Linked DNA regions of Pan troglodytes: region 1 is linked to region 2. A link is a contact called in public Hi-C data. All regions are on one chromosome and are shown on one strand. The core of a region is the stretch at or near the end of the contact, and the rest is flanking DNA. Distances in the headings are between cores, read along the strand shown.

Region 1 (3,314 bases), core at 303-2,802, 200 kb before region 2:
TAATCCGCATATTCGACTTCCTGATTATGTGTTACTGACACTAACATTTCGGAGTGTGGAGACCCTGCCCCATCTGGGGAGAGGGAGAGACAAAGACCCCCTGCTTCTGGTACTTGATTCACACATAATGCCCTCCATTTACTGCTTTCAAGAAATAACCTGTTTCTAATCTTAAATTTCAATCTACTGATCACAAAATCATAGAGATCCTAGACTTGAAAGAGACTTCATGAGACCATGTGACCAACTTTCTGACGCAGGTGAGATATCATTGTTTTGCATTTTATTTTATAGAGGAAGTCATTGAGATTCAGAAAGGAAAATTAAAGAGGCCGGGTCTCAGTTGAGTGATTTTTCTCCGTAGATTAAAAAATCCATTCAGTATCCAGTTCCCCTTCCCCACCTACTCCTCCTAATAAGGCTGTGAATAGAGTTTTTTATATCCCAAGTCTAAACTTTGAGCCATTGGCAACCCTTAGGAGGAAAGAGATGAATCACAAGGGATTGTGGAATCATTAGAAATTGAGGTAGCTGAACATCTGGGGGAATGCTCGGCTTGATTCAAAACTGTCATCAAATGTGGGTTTCTCCTGGGTGGGAGGCCGCTGAGCCGCAGGGAAGCTGTGGGGCCAGCTGAGGAGCCGGCGGCCTCTTGGGTCCCCAGTGTCGCGCGACAGCACGACCCGAGACAAGGCACCTGGGGCTGGTGCCACGCAGAGGCCCCGCGTTGCGTGGCCGGCGGCAACAGCGCCTGGCGGTCGGTTCCGGGCGGGGCTGCAGGCGCCGGGTTCCCGCGGCCGCGAGGCGGGGCTGGAGGGCGCTGCGGGCTGCGCGGAGGCTGCGGGGAGCGCGGGGAGCACACGGAGCACGCGGAGCCCGACTAGCAGGGAGATCGCGTCGCGCCGGGCACAGGCAGGGGACCCGCGCTCTAGGAGGGCGCAGCGAGAGGCGCACTGCGCACCCAGGGGCTGCGGTCCCGGCCGCCGTGCGGGGACAAGCTGACTCCCCGCCGCCGCCCAGCCAAGTCCGCGCGGGGTGCTGGCGGAGATGTCGCATGGGAGGCTTCTTCAACGAGGTGCAAATCCAAGCCACCTCGCCTGAGTGAATGAAGGGACGGCGCGGGTGGGGTTCACCGTGACAAAAGCCCAGTACCTGGTTCAAACTTTTTTTTTTTTTTTTTTTTTTTGCTCGCAGGATTAGAACATCCGAGATTAAAATGTCTCACACGTCAGTGCAGCAGAATTTCCCAGCGACTTCGGTGGCGGGAGAGCAGCACCTCTCAGGCACAGCTGTGCGGATCCCTCGGGCCCCACCGACCGCGGGAAACGAAATCTGAGCTCAGGAATTTGAACTGCCCCACGCACGTTCGTTCCCGGATAAATCTCCTAGAGGACCGTGATTTTTCCACTTAGAGATTATTTAGGGAGATGTCCTGGATGGGACAGGTAGACAAATGGCGGCCCGAGGAAAATGCAGGAAACTCTACATTGTAGACGCTTAAGCACCAACTGTCTGGGCCCCGGGGCAGGGGACGGGAGACATTATCCACCGGAAACATCACACCCCCGGGGCTCCTGGCATTTTCTACATCAGTGAATGTGCCAGCGAAGAAGAGTGTGGGGAAATTTTCTGAACATAGAATTCATATTCCTGAAACGTTAAGTCGTGAAGTGGGTGCTTCAGCTGTCCCCCAGCTTTAGGATTTTAACCCAGCTTTGGTTTTAATCACCAAGAGTTATTCCTTATAATCAAATCAGCAAAAGCGTTCAATTACCTATTACTGGTTGAGAAAGATTCCGTTCCCCCAGCTCATTGTATCGGTTCTCGGACCCAAGATGTTAATTATCGGCCAGGCATTCACAGGGGGTTAATATGGCCCCCCTCGACACCTTGCCTCGTACCAGAGACACCAAAAGCTGCTGCTGAGGGATAATGGGGAATGGGAAAAGCTGGTCATGAAAAACCTCTTTTATTCTTACTTGCAAGCTACCCTTTTGACATTCTTTTTTAAACACTAAATGGAGATTACTGAATTGATAACTTTTGGGTTTTCTCTGTCACACTGGGGTTTTTTTTCCCCCGTTTGTTTGTAAGGTTTTTTTGGTTTTGGTTTTGGTTTTGGTTTTGGGGGGAGGGGAAGGGGGAAGTGGATAGGGAGATGGAAGAGTGTTCTGTTACTGGTTTTATCCAAATCCTGTTAGGTCTTGTTCTTCAGTGTAATGTAGAATGGAGAAGTTGCATAAGTACATGATTGACAAACAAGGTCTCTTAGAAGAGAGTTAAGGAGTAGGAAATATAATGTGTCCTGGAGAAAAAGAAAGAGAAAACCCTTAGTATGACACACTGGCCTTTAAATAGAGGACACATGAATATGCAAAGGAGAGGCACGTGTGAAATAAGGTGCGCCTTGCTGAGCCCTCCCGCCCCCACCCCCCATGTATCAAGAACTTTACTTACATTATCTCATCTAATTCTACTCACAACCCAAGAGGAAGGGCGATACTTTTAATTCGGGTTTTTACAGACGAGAAATTTGTATCTCAGAGGCCCAAAGTAAATTGCCTGAGGGCATATAGCTACTTAGGACAGAATTATAATTGATTAAAGAGTCAAAAATTCTTTGAGAATGTTTTAAACTCTCGATTAGTTACCAAGGGAATCTGAGAAATTAATTAACTTTTGGGGGGATCTTTAGATTAGTGGGGAAATTATGTTAAGCCCAAAGAAAGACAAGCCCGTGAATTTTCTTGTTATCTACGAAGTGGTTTGGGGAAAGGTGTGACAATTTGAGAAAACTGAAAAGTGCTGAAATTCCTTTAATAAGGTTCTGTTTAAACTGATAGAGCTACCAGATATAATTAGGCAGATATCCATTTTCTTCTGGAAGCTTCCATTATTTGAGAAGAAAACGGAAAAGCTTTAGACTGTTTCAAATTAAGGACAATTTGAATTTTAGTTGGAAAGCGGATAAACTATCTGTATGATTGAGTTTAAAAGGCATGGAAAGGCTATTACGAAGTATTGATCCCACTCAGTGAGAGCAAGCACAGCTTTCAAATGATACAGATCTGGCTATGAATTTGAATGGTGACTGTGCCTAGCTGTGTGACCAAGGGCAACTTTCTTAACCTCTCTGGGCCTCTGAGTCCTTGTCTTTAAAATGAGACAAATAAGCCCTTGCAAGACGCTTGTGATGATAAAATAAAAGAGTATAGGTGAAAGTCCTTAACAGAATGCCTGATATGTAGCAGATACTCAACAGAGTTAGCAATGTTTCATTTAATTAAAGCATTTGAGAGCAGGATAGGGAGCAC
Region 2 (2,965 bases), core at 418-2,917:
ATGTGATTTGTGTAATTGGTATATTTTTATAAAACTAATGGCTTTAAAAGTTGCTCATTTCCAAATAAGTTCCTTCTCCTTCTATTGCCTGCCTAAGTTTAGGGAATTTGTGTCTCGATAACTTGTTTTAAAAAATGTGAGATGCTTCTTGTATTTTTATTTTAGTTTTCTGGTGCACATTGATTAAAAGGACCATTGACAGACAATATGTTTGTGTTTTACTATCCTGGACCTGGTTATGTTTTCCACTTAGGGATTTGGGATAGTTTTTATATTAGTATTATATCTTTAAATTTCTGTATGGTATCTTCTATGCAACTTTTAAGATGGAAAATGTTAATATGCATGTTTGATGTAAAGGTAAGGACAAGTATCTTTTGTGGGCAAATTAATTTTTCATGTTAGACAAGATCAAAACTAACTGTTTTTGACAGTAATTTTTTTATGACTTAACTTAAAAATGTGTATTCAGTTTCAATCTAAAAGTAGCTTATGTCAGACAGACACAGAGATAGACTACTTTTAAAGTCAATGCTAAAAGACTAGTTTGCAATGTTGTGAAAATATGCATTTAGAATAACTTAAGTATATTACATTAGATATTTAATAAAGTAAGGTGTTTAGAAATATGAGATTGTGTTACATTTAAAAAGACAACTGTATGTCTGATCCATTTTCTATGTTCACATTTAAATAAAGTTCTTGATATGATGTTTAAATGTTTATAGAGAATACAGGCTTAATAAGTTGAATATGTATTAATGCATTTTGGTAAGTGATGATATATCAACACTTACACAGTTCTGAAGACAATAACACACACACATACACACATACACATACACACATATGTTCATGCATGCAAACCTGGAGAGAGACTTCACTCTTAATAAGTCATGTTACACTGCTTCTAATGCATACACAGTGATTATTTTGAAGGTGTGGAACTTTAAGTTACGTTGTACCAGAAATGGTGTTTTCAGGACCAAATGTTTACTTGTAAGGGTAAAAAGTGTAATGGTCCTTTTATTCTAGCAGCCTGAATGAGAATGCAGGGTATTCATTTCATGTAGTATGATGGTGATTATAATATGTAGGGTACAGATTGGAGTGTTCAGTTTTCCTCTGTCAAGATAATATTTGAACACAGGGCTGTTAGTTAAGAAAACGGGTTGTATTTCCACTTAAAAGAGTTAAATCTTTTAAAAAGCGTAATACATTTTAAAAATCATGAATACTGCATTTTGCCCTTTAATTGGAAGGATCAACTAGGAAACTTTGGAGAGAGAAATAATTTTCTAAATTTACTTCAAGTTAATATCCATTGTCTTGAGTGGACTCAGATGTCCCTTTCATGGATTGCTTTGAAACTTGGATTTAGGAAAGATCTAAACTATAAGTAGACTGTTCCTATTTGAAAAATCAGCTATGGTTTTTCAAAGTGAGGCATGGTAATAATCCATGCTTAAAGTTCCCAATAGCTTTTGATTCCATTAATATAGGATGCTCCATAGTGATTTGCAATGTGAGAATAAAAATAAAGTGTGGCCATATTCCCTTTAATCTTTCATTTCACAAACATGGTTTTTCCTACCACCTTAAGAAATGGTGAGGCTGCTAGGGAGAATGGAATGTAACCTGAGCTACAGCCTGACATTCCCAGGGAGCATTTTTCACATGAAAGGCTTTTGTCAACCCAGGAAAGGACTAGCAGTTTTTGTTTGATGTTTGCAGGTGTTCAGCAGAAAGCACTAAAACAATTCAGCCATGATGGTTCAGAGCTTCGATGACCTTAACAGGGAAAATTGGTGGGCTCTGGAATTATTTTTAAGAAATAGTTATAACCTATATGGTAACTTAAACAAAGGGATTTAATATCCGTTATATCATTGATCTTAAAACAAACTAAAAGCATCCACATGCCTGGATGATTGGAAAATTATTCTCATTGAAAAGTAGGATGCCTAAGTTACCAAAAAAAGAAAATCATCTGAAGAGTCTATAATTTATTGATGAGTATGGACTTAATTTTCTGATATAGCAGAAGGACAGTTTATTTGGTTACTTTTGACTCTTGTGAGGAAAAGATAAACATCCTAGCTTTGACATCTTTTTAAAAAGTCGTTTTAAAGTTGGGCCACTAAAATGATATATTCTAAAGAACTTGTTAGATCAGGTCTGGTCACATCTGTTACATGTATTTACTGCTGGTCTATGACAGGTACTACATCTTTCTCCCTTAGTTTAAAAGTTGAGCTTTTCCCCCTGTGACTGTTTAGTTTTACTGAGGTGTTCAGGTATTGTTAAAAGATTGTCAAATGAACGAGTGTTTGAACAATTAAGAGCAGCATTAAAACACACCACATCTTTGTTGTGGGTCATTTTTGGAAGAGGAAAGTATTGCCTGAAATTTACCTAAGTTAGCTAACCTATATCCACATGACACCAACATAATATGCCAATTTAGTGAATTCATTGAGGCGGAAAAAAATCAGTCCGGTGGATAGTTTTGTATGATACAGAAAATTAACGTGGTCACATCCTGAATTAGTTTTGAGTTCATAGTGATGGCATGAAAAAAAAATTGGTTTCCCCTTAAAGATATTTGTTGAGGAGAGCTGCTTAATATTGTGTGTGTGTGTATAAGTGAGTGAAAACACCCTTAAAATCGTAAATGGTATAATTCATAAGGGTTCTGTGGCTTTTTGTAAAGGGCAGAGTAATTTAACAGGTTAAAAGAAGTACAGTGGCGTTAAACCCATTATGTTAGAATCACAGAATTTTGGGTATAGAAACCCATTAGAAATGTTGCCCAGTGCCTTCATTATACAGGCAAAGAAAACTGAGGCCCAAGATAAGGAGTTCCAAACTGTGCTTTCTTATTTGTTATTTTAAAAAACAAGTTTTTATTTGCTAATTCTCTGTGGCCCTGCAAATCCTTTATTGGAAATAACCTTGGTCTCAC

What was found. A called contact is a pair of places that touch in the nucleus more often than the background predicts.
Region 1: a contact with region 2 is called in a Hi-C map of induced pluripotent stem cells, with 2.1 times the contacts expected there. The contact joins two enhancer-like sites. A contact is called at or near these places in 2 of 7 Hi-C or Micro-C datasets (induced pluripotent stem cells and stem cell-derived neural progenitor cells) and 1 of 1 datasets of contacts at active chromatin or transcription factors (stem cell-derived excitatory neurons).

Annotation. Positions count from the first base shown.
Region 1 is chr17:65,835,844-65,839,157 of NHGRI_mPanTro3-v2.0_pri, reverse strand. No RefSeq gene overlaps it. Among named protein-coding and RNA genes, the nearest start is that of TCF4, 140 kb to the right of the region's middle. Within about 2 kb of position 1,552, at least 14 of the 24 cell types and tissues checked have an H3K27ac peak or open chromatin away from gene starts, as enhancers often do. A contact at or near this core is called in induced pluripotent stem cells, where this site is marked.
Region 2 is chr17:65,639,138-65,642,102 of NHGRI_mPanTro3-v2.0_pri, reverse strand. All of the region lies in intron 4 of TCF4 (transcription factor 4), which reads left to right. Among named protein-coding and RNA genes, the nearest start is that of TCF4, 54 kb to the left of the region's middle. Within about 2 kb of position 1,667, at least 4 of the 24 cell types and tissues checked have an H3K27ac peak or open chromatin away from gene starts, as enhancers often do. A contact at or near this core is called in induced pluripotent stem cells, where this site is marked.